Regions from separate parts of the Zea mays genome. Here region 1 is linked to region 2. A link is a contact called in public Hi-C data. All regions are on one chromosome and are shown on one strand. The core of a region is the stretch at or near the end of the contact, and the rest is flanking DNA. Distances in the headings are between cores, read along the strand shown.

Evidence for each region. A called contact is a pair of places that touch in the nucleus more often than the background predicts.
Region 1: a contact with region 2 is called in a Hi-C map of endosperm, with 2.7 times the contacts expected there. The contact joins the promoter of LOC100279244 here to the promoter of LOC100283694 in region 2. A contact is called at or near these places in 2 of 25 Hi-C or Micro-C datasets (endosperm and leaf).

The regions. Positions count from the first base shown.
Region 1 is chr10:103,869,735-103,874,530 of Zm-B73-REFERENCE-NAM-5.0, forward strand. LOC100279244 reads left to right here and starts at 1,520. Exons shown (of 10, transcript NM_001152265.1): 1 at 1,520-1,825; 2 at 3,767-3,883; 3 at 3,963-4,193. The coding sequence starts at 1,577.
Region 2 is chr10:103,712,302-103,717,406 of Zm-B73-REFERENCE-NAM-5.0, forward strand. It overlaps LOC100283694 (NAD(P)H-dependent oxidoreductase), which reads left to right and starts at 1,273. Exons shown (of 2, transcript NM_001156595.1): 1 at 1,273-2,067; 2 at 2,972-3,641. The coding sequence starts at 1,351. The coding sequence ends at 3,196.

The DNA of each region.
Region 1 (4,796 bases), core at 270-2,769, 160 kb after region 2:
GGGGCTTGTAGGGGACAGATATACCCCAGGTCCACTAGAAGGCAGGAAGGCCTCGCGAGAGGCTATGGGCCAATTACCTCACAAGGCCATCCCTTCGTGGGCCGGGACAGAACTGCTGGCAGAGTGGGCTGACACGAGAAAGAAGCAGACTCAGGCCCAAGCAACCCGTCAGACTCGAACGCTATCCGTATTGTCCACCCGACTTTCCCGCGTGCAGCGCCCTTGAATATCAGGGCGGATTAGGGATAAGTCGGCAAGATTGTAGGAAGTTCAGTTCAGTCGGTTCACTATTATTTAGGGTATACGTACTCATCACATACGCATGTAGTGCCCCATGGTCGAGTATATAAGGCCTAGGAGGTACCCCATCATTTCCATCAACCATCTACCTATATCACTAGCTTTTCTCCATCTTGGAGACTTCCCTTGTAGCCTACCACATAAAGATCCACACCAGGAAGTAGGATATTACGCCTCTCCAAGCGGCTCGAACCTGTAGAAAATTGCATGTCGTCTCTCGTGCATCTCGCACGAACCATTGAGTTACAGTCAACAACACCGTCCTATCCAAAAGCACCGCGAGGGGTAACCCCGGGTGTGCGGTCGGACTCTAAACACCGACAGGAGCCATCGTGGAAGTCGGTGTTCGGAGCACAAACGGTCGTCGCCAAATGTTGGCACAGAAAACCGCGAACCAAGCACTCGGGAGCAGGAAAACAGGAGGCAGGGAAAAACAATAGATCGGGAGCGCAAATGCTTTGTTAAACATGTCCTAAGCGACAGGGTAGCAGGTGAACCTAAATACAGTTATGCCCCCTGCTACTAAATATATTCCCGACATGCATTGTACAATAAGGTAATTACAATATGGTAAGTACATACTTTCCTATTACACCAGGTTTCATACCCACACAGGTCACCGACAGGTTGACCTAGATCGGAAGAACGCCGCCGCCTAAGACCATACGGTACGAGGACTAGATCTTGATGAGCCTTCGCGTGCTGAACGAAGGCCACCCCTCGGGTGAGTCCATCAGGTTGTCTACTTCATTAGAGTGAAGGGGCGAACTCGGCCCAACATTTCAACAATAGGTTAGTGTGAGAGGCAAGAGGGATCGAGGGAGCTTTCCGTCTTCGCTACAACAAATATTTAGATAAATTTTATGAAATAGGGCTCCTGGTAAAACTGTCTTATCTTGATTAGACCTATATTTTAATTTGTTTATGTGTTTAGGGCAGTTGCTCTTAACCATAGGACATTATTTTCTTTTGATTTCATAGTTTCAGTAAAACAAGGGAAATTTGGATCCATACCATTAAAAGATCACCACTTTGGATCCATACCATTACTATCTCACTTACATGTGGGTCCACATGAGTCAATGACATGTGGGGTCCATGGTATATATCTAAAGTTTGGATCTTTTAATGGTATAGATCCAATTGTTCCGTAAAACAAAGAGTACTCCATTATGGGCTGCACTGCCAAAGTTCCCGTTACATAAAACCCTCGTTGCTGCCTGTACATCCCGTACTCCCCTAGCCTGCCTCGGTGCGCCGCCGCCACACCTCCACCATGGCTGCGACCACGCCGGCCACCGACCCGCCGGATGCCTTGCTTGCAGTAACAGCTGATGCTCCCACTCCTGCTCGTCCCACCCCGGCGGAGCTGGTAGCCCGCGCCGTCGCCCCCGTCAAGCCCGCCTTCCTCTGCCCGCCTCCCGTCCGTGAGGCACCCAAGGAGGAGGGTAAAGCCGCCGGCGGCGGGGCCGTCGTAAAGGTGGAGAAGAAGTCCAAGCGCCAGCTCAAGCGCGAGCGGCAGCAGGTAACCACCGCGGTAGCGACGCAGGGTGCTTGCTCTGCTGTCTCAGCTTTCATTGGGCTCTGCTTGCTAGGTGCTTCTTGAAATGTCGGCAGATCAGTGCAATTGTTTCACGACGGCGCTATTTACGTCGTGCTGTAACTTGTGCTCAAAACCGTGCCGATTCCTGTGACTTGTGCGTCTGTGTATGCGTATCAAATTGTTACCTTGTTGCGTAGTAGGGTTTAGCAACCTGTAGTTTGAGCTCTGTTTTTCTAGAACATGCATGAGAATCACGGGTCTTTGCATTAATTAACAGAAGATGATGTTTCCACCTGTTTGAATATTATAAAAAACGACAAATATACTGGAACAACAACAACAAAGTTTTTTTTTCAATCGGTGCTATCCCTAGCTTATTGTATATATCACTCCACAGTCCACACTCGATCCTTCTTATGACCATAAATTCCAACACAATGCATTTCCGCGACACTCATTGTAGGCCAACATTCTGCAGCATTCAATATAGCAGGTCTAACCGCCATCCTATAAAACTTACTTTTTAGCTTATTGGAACATGCCGGAAGCTCTACAAATTTAGTGTAAAGAGAGGAAATAAAATCTAGAAGTCGCCCCTGGATTCATGTAGTGTTTGCTTTTTTTTTTAGAAAACAAGCTTCTACCTTCTAGGCACCTGATTTCCATAGCATGGGCCAACTGGTAGCTAGATCATGTGGCATTTCAAGGTTTCTGATTGTTATGTGAGTGGTATGTATTATGGGTGTGTTTGGTTTGACTTTTGGCTTTGGCTTTTACCCCCTAAAAGCCAAAAGCCAAACCAAAGGACTGGATCTAGGAAGCAGCTTTTTCTAAAAGCCGACTTTCTTGCAGTGCAAAACTGAAAGCACCTCTGGATCTGCTTTTAGCGGCTTTTGGATAGAACTATGAAAATATATATGAAAAAACTTTTAGCGACTTTTAGTGGTTTCCACCAAACACTTTTTAGCTTTTTAACAGCTCACAGCCCACAGTAGCTTTTCTCACAGCTCACAGCCCACATCAGCTTTTTTCACAGCCACAGCCCAACCAAACAGACCCTATATTAAATTTTGTCAAATCATAGCATGTTGAAAAGTGAAGACCATGGTTTTTTTGTTTGCAATATCTGTATTTGACATCCACACCCAATTATTGCTTGATTTAGTAATCTGGAATATTTATGTTAATCATTATTTCTGTTGGTTAGTCAGGAATTTTATATCCTACTCCTAAGGTGGAAATTGGGAATGACATTGTACTTCTCCATTTCTTTTGACACTTGTAAAATAACCATGCTTAATGGCATTGATCATGATTAGTCGGAGGACTTGGCGATTAATCGCGATTGTTCCAAACCGACTTGGATGATTAATCGCGATTGGTCCAAACCGACTTTGACGATTAATCGCGATTAATTAGACGACTTGAAAACAAGTTAATGCTGAGTTATTATTTGGGGCACATATATGTTAAGTACTCCCTCCATCCCAAAATAATTCAACTTCTAGAAAGTCAAACGATCTAAAATCTGATTGAATTTATAGATACACGCACAAATATTTACGACATCTAAGTCCATCAGATACCATGTGAAGTATAATTTAATGGTATATTTATTTGGGGTCATAGATGTTGGTACTCTTTTCTACGAAGTTGGTCAAACTCTAAATACTTTGACTTAGGACAACTCTAGAAGTTGATTTATTTGGGACAGAGGGAGTACTATTACTATTAAAACCTGCAAGTTTAGCATATGTTTCTCTTTTTATAATCATCAGTGAAATATACCTCATATTCCTGCACTTCAGAACTGTTTATTATCTTTGCATGCTTATACACCGCTTATTTTGGTGGTAGGTTGGTAGTTTTTTGTTTCCTCATTGTACCGGCAATAATATCCACTGAACTTATTATATTGCACAGGAACAAAAATCTACTTCTCACCTTTGTATCGAAGTAGGGAAAAGTGGAAATGTGGACTCATGCAAATATGGTACTTCTTGTCATTTCAGCCATGACATAAATGCTTATTTGTCTCAGGTATTCTTTTTATTTGGCTATATAAATTGTTAGTGAATTTTATAACTTATTTAATCCTAAATTGCCTTTTCGTGTGCAGAAACCAGCTGACCTTGAAGGCACATGCCCATTTACTGCACTGGGACATTTGTGTCCATATGGACTAACTTGTCGATTCCTTAGTACACATAAGGATAACCTTGCTCCTCAAAATCATCCAGAGGGAAATTGTGAGAGAAATCCTTTGAGCAAAGAAATTCAAAAGCTCTTATGGAAGAGCAAATATAAATTTCCCAAGGCCAGTGCCCAGATCAAACTTCTTGGTCTTAAGGTATATAGCTAACTTTTAACAATGTCTAGCCATATCTTTGATCTCTTAGTTTTTTGTATCTCTTGATTTTCTACAATAAAGTAACCTTCCTATACATTTATTCTTGTTGTGTTCAATTTGCTTCTTAAAAGATTATAAGTTACTTTGATCATGGGTACATAATACATATGTTGGTGGTAAGCATCCGCCAAAAGGGTAGTGCCTTCCTTCAAAATTGAATATACCAATGACATTGCCACAACTAATATGATTGCTAGAAATTGAAATATTGTATTCTTAATTGGCAAAAGTCCAAATTACTACCTCCAAAGTAAACGAATGTTCGATTCCATTTACTCCCCTTAACTATTTTAGTCGTTTTAATTTATCCCTTAACAAGATTTGTCTTTTTCATTTCTCTACGTAATACGTACAAGTTGGATTTTAATTTAAAAAATTGTGAGGTGATAGTGTGCACAATAAATTGTTTTAAAAATTTATTATGAATTTCAAATCATTAAGTTTAATACAATTTCGTATTTCTAGTGTTAATTTGTTATTATAAGTCCTAACCTATAAAAATATTGATATAAGTATATTATATTTTTAAACATAAATTATGGT
Region 2 (5,105 bases), core at 23-2,522:
GGATCTGAAAATGGGATTGATCTGGTCGGCTGGAAGCCTTAGACCCATGAGCACTGGAGCAGCTAGGGATGTAATATGGTTCGGAAACATCCGTCCAGATCCAGATTCGAAGATGGTGAACACTTGTTCGGATGGAATTTTCGGATATCCGGACTTTTTCGGATAACAGATACGAATACGGATATTCTGATCGGATATCGAATTCGAATACAATATGTCTGATATCTATCGGATATCGAATATCCGAATATTTTCTCGGATAAATCTTCTCGGATATCCGGATATCTTATCCGGATATATGTGTGCATTTTGTTGATTTTTTAGAAAGAAATTAATAATATACAAATAGCCTCAGAACTTCATTATTTTTTGTGGAGGCATAACATATGTTCACATATAACCCTCCAAAATATTTGGACCATAAAATCCACAATATGCTAGTGTTTCTTTCATTTCACTTCCACTTGTTGCGTGAATTACACGTGAAATCACACTAAGTATCCAAGTTTGAACATAATCAATACTTCACTTTATCATTTTCATGTGGAGCTTGAGGTTATATTCTTATATAATGTTTATTAGTCTTGGTAACTTATTTACATTTTGATGATTTTATGCAAATTAAATTAATAATACGCAAATAGCTTAAAATTCACGAATTTTTAAAAAAACGCGACATATGTACACATATAATGCTAAAAATGTTTGGACTCAAGGAGTGGATACATGATTACAACTATGACCATGATATGCGTGGAACTATGTTTTACACGATATCCGATAAAAAATTCGTTACCGATAATATCCATGTCTAACTAGTTACGTATTTGACATAACTATCTGTATTTGTATCTGAGAATATTTGTACCCGAAGTTATCCGTATAAATTTTGAATCCGAATAAAAATATAAAAACAAATATGGTTTCAGTGATATACATCCGTATTCGATCGGATGGAGCAGGTGAGGGACGGAGGGAGCTGTAAACACGAGCAAAAGTGGAATAAGATGGAAATGGTCAAATAGCAACAATAGTGGCGGGGTTGCTGGCGATGGCGACCGGCTGGCACTTGGTTTGAACGGCGTGGCTGCTGGATGGCACCTACCAATCGGTGGCAACGGCGGGTGGAGGCTGGTGGTGCTACCACGCGGGCCAGCAGCCAGCGGAGGGGGTCCGACTGGGGGAGTGGCCGACTGCCAGCTGGGGGCTCCGGACATCGAGGGGCGGGGTTGCCGGCTCGGTTTTGGTTTGGTTCGACGTACGGTTCAGTTTCCGATTTTAAAGTGCCCAGTCCTAGAAACGAAGAAGCGCACGAACCCATCGTTTGACCGACCAACTGCCCAACAAACGATGGCCGGCGTGTCAGCAAGCATCCCGTGCGTGGTGCTCAACACGGGCCACGCGATGCCCGTGCTGGGCTTCGGGACCGGCTCCTCCAGCACGCCGGAGGATCTGCCGGCGACCATCCTCCACGCCGTCCGCCTTGGCTACCGCCACATCGACACGGCCTCCATGTACGGCACGGAGGGGGCGGTCGGAGCCGCCGTCTCCGACGCCGTCGCTGCGGGGGCCGTCACCTCCCGCGCTGACCTCTTCATCACCTCCAAGCTCGTGATGAAGGACGCGCATCCGGACCGCGTGCTCCCCGCGATCCGGGAGTCGCTGGCCCGCCTAGGCCTGGACTACCTCGACCTCTTCCTCGTCCACTGGCCCGTCGCCGCCGACGAGAACAACAAGCCCGTGCCGTTCGACATGGAAGGCGTCTGGCACGCCATGGAGGAGTGCCACCGCATCGGCCTTGCTAGGTCCGTCGGCGTCAGCAACTTCTCTGCGGCCAAGATGTCCCGGCTGCTCGCCTTCGCCGCCGTACCGCCGGCTGTGAACCAGGTGGAGGTGAACGTCGGCTGGCGTCAAGAGAAGGTCAGGGAGGCCTGCGCCAAGAACGGCGTCGTCGTCACCGCCTTCTCGCCGCTGGGCGCGATCGGCACGGCGTGGGGATCCAACGCCGTCATGGAAAGCGGCGCGCTGGAGGACATCGCCGCCAGGAGAGGCAAGACCATTGCTCAGGTAAGTAAAAATTTAAAAGCAAAAGGGGGAAAGATTGGATTGTCGGTTTTATATTATCGAAATATAGACCATATCCACTAAATGCATAAAAAAACTGTTTCTATATGTATAAAAAAACTGTTTCTAAGTGGATGACGGAGAAGAGAAAATGTATATAATAATAAATAAGATTTGTTCTAAAAAACTAGCTACTTAGAGTATGGTTTCTATATGTATTTCTTTTTTTCTCGAACTGCGCTTCTTTGCATTAAGAAGGAGAAAGAAGAGACCAAGATCCAAAGGAAACCAAAGTTTCTATATGTATTATCTATATATGACATGACAAGTAAAACTGTCTTATAGTTTTTGGGTTGGGACGTCGTCGTTGGATTAGGAGTGACCTAATCAATTATTTAACTCCTATGGTTTATATAAATAGTACCACAACTTAGATAAATCACTTCTTTAAAAAAAGGAAAAACGTGGGTAAACTCTTCTGTTTTATCACATGATGTAGCCCTACTGTTTATATATACACACAATAAGTGTTTCTTTGAATAATCAAGATAATTCCTTTCTTGAATTGAACATAAGCTGTTTAATTTGGGTGAACTGTTTAGGACATGGTACTGTATTCTTCCTCCTACTTTATAACTTTTTTTATTTAGAAAAAGACAAAATTGTGTTTATTGGAATAACTAAAGGGGTGTTTGGTTGCCACCTCCTAAATTTTAGTGTCACTTTTAGTTCTTAAGCTGCTAAACAATATGACTAAGTGAGGCCTCCCAAATAAAAATTATAAGGACTAAAGTCTAGGAGGGTGACTAATAAAGGAACCAAACACACCCTATGTTTTTTTAAATGTTGTAGCAATGCAGCTGTGACCTATTTATGAGCTGATCATCATCTCCATTTATATGTGTAGGTAGCGTTGAGGTGGCTTCACGAGCAAGGGGTGTGCTTTGTGGCGAGGAGCTTTAACAAGGAGAGGTTGAAGCAAAACATGGAGCTTTTCGATTGGGAGTTGAGCGTCGATGACAAGGAGAAGATCATGGGGATTCCACAGAGGAGAGCATGCCGTGCAGAGTTCTTTTTGTCACCAGACGGGCCGTACAAGACCTTGGAGGAGCTATGGGACGGGGAGATATGAGATACCATGTAGCTGTTGTATCTATTGTTTGTCGACATCGTTGTTGCTTGCTGCTGTGGGGAAATATCTTCGGAATACTCTCTGAATGAATGTGGACTAACAGTTGGTCCTGGACAATTGCCTTGCATGTCAGTATACATTTTGTTGCATTCTAGCTAGGTTGGGTGTGGTAGTACTGCTAGTGATTAAGATTATTAGGGCTTTTCTTAGATCATGTACAACCTTTAGTTTGCCAAATAATAACTTGATTTTGTGTCATTAAACCAAATATCTGGATCGATAGTGCTTGGCCTATGACGAGTACATCCCAGCTCATCATATTTCATCACATGAACAGCATTCACCATCTAAGTGATAGATTGTAATCATGAGCCACATATACAAAGTCATTGCCGAAAAGATACAAGAGAAGGCTTATTTATTCATAGCTGATGTTATCTCTGACATATTTGAGAATGTTGAACTACCTAAATATTCCACATTTATGTGTTGATAAAAGGCATGTCAAATAGACATGCAATAGGACCAGATGGCTTCAATGGACTCTATCAAAAAGTGTTTGGCCATCATGCATTATAAGCAAGATTTTGTATGACTAGTTCAAGACTTCTGCAATACTTCTATGGACATAAGCAGCCCAATTTCTTCACGTATTGCTCTAATTCCGAAGAAATCTAACTCTGAAGTTGTGGATGATTACAGATCGATCCATATGTTGAATTACTCTTAGAAGAGCATTACCAAGCTTTTTGTCATCTAGATATTTTGCAGCTGGTGCATGCAAACTAGTATCGCTTCATTAAAGGAAGTACAATACAAGACTGCCTAGCATGAGTTTTTCATTTACTTCACCTCTATCATCACTCCGAGAAGAAAGTACTAATCTGAAAATTGGCTTTGAGAAAGCTTTTGATAAATGAGACCATTAGGTATTCATAGTCAAACTCAAACGTTACATTTCGCGGACGGGAGTGAGTTGGGCCGAGACAAGGGATTTTGGCCCAGGATAGGTTTTTTTTAATTTATTCTTTTCTTTTCTATTTTATTTCAGTTTCCTATTTCAGTTTTTAATTCAAAACTAAGTTTTGAATCCCAAATTTCAAATTCATATGCACAATCAAAACTCCAGCATGGATGCTTTACTATATATTTTATATTTATCTATTTATTATCCTATTTTTGCAAATGCTTCCAGCTATATGATTTACCCATAGGTACTTTATTTTAGGGAAATAATTTCTATTGTATAGTTTATATCAAGATATGATTTACTTAAACTTCTTTAGAGAGTACTTATCGATGTATAGGTCTACAAAGGGGATAACTTAATTCACTTAGTGATCTTTTCATTTGATCTTTTATTAGAAAAGGTGTTCATTTTAGGAGAAGTAATTTCCAAGGTAAGAATATATATATATATATATATATATATATATATATATATATATATATATATATATATCAAAACCTTTGAAGAATTTCTCCAAAATCCTAAGTTAGAATTTTAGGGTGTTGCATGAACTATAGGTGTATGCACTCAATCTAGGCCCTTGATCTCCTTCTTTGCCTTTACTTCCTCTTTTAAAGGTTCTCACCCTTATCAACTTGAGTTGTGTAATCTTGTTTGAAATCTCTATCCACAGAAATGTGAGTTTTCTACTATCTGTGGCCATTTGTCATCTAATCTCCAAAGCGCTCATAAAGAGGGTTGTTAGTAGCAAAGTTGTAATTCTGGTGAATATCTTACCAATTCCACTTGTTGGAGCAGCATCCATAGAGACTATTTTGTTATTGCACAATGCTTTTCACAACAATTAGGGACAGTCTCGTAACTAGCGCACATAATATCTATATGATGCACGAAGGATAACAAAAGAAAGCACCAAATTCAAATTATTATTGCTTTAGC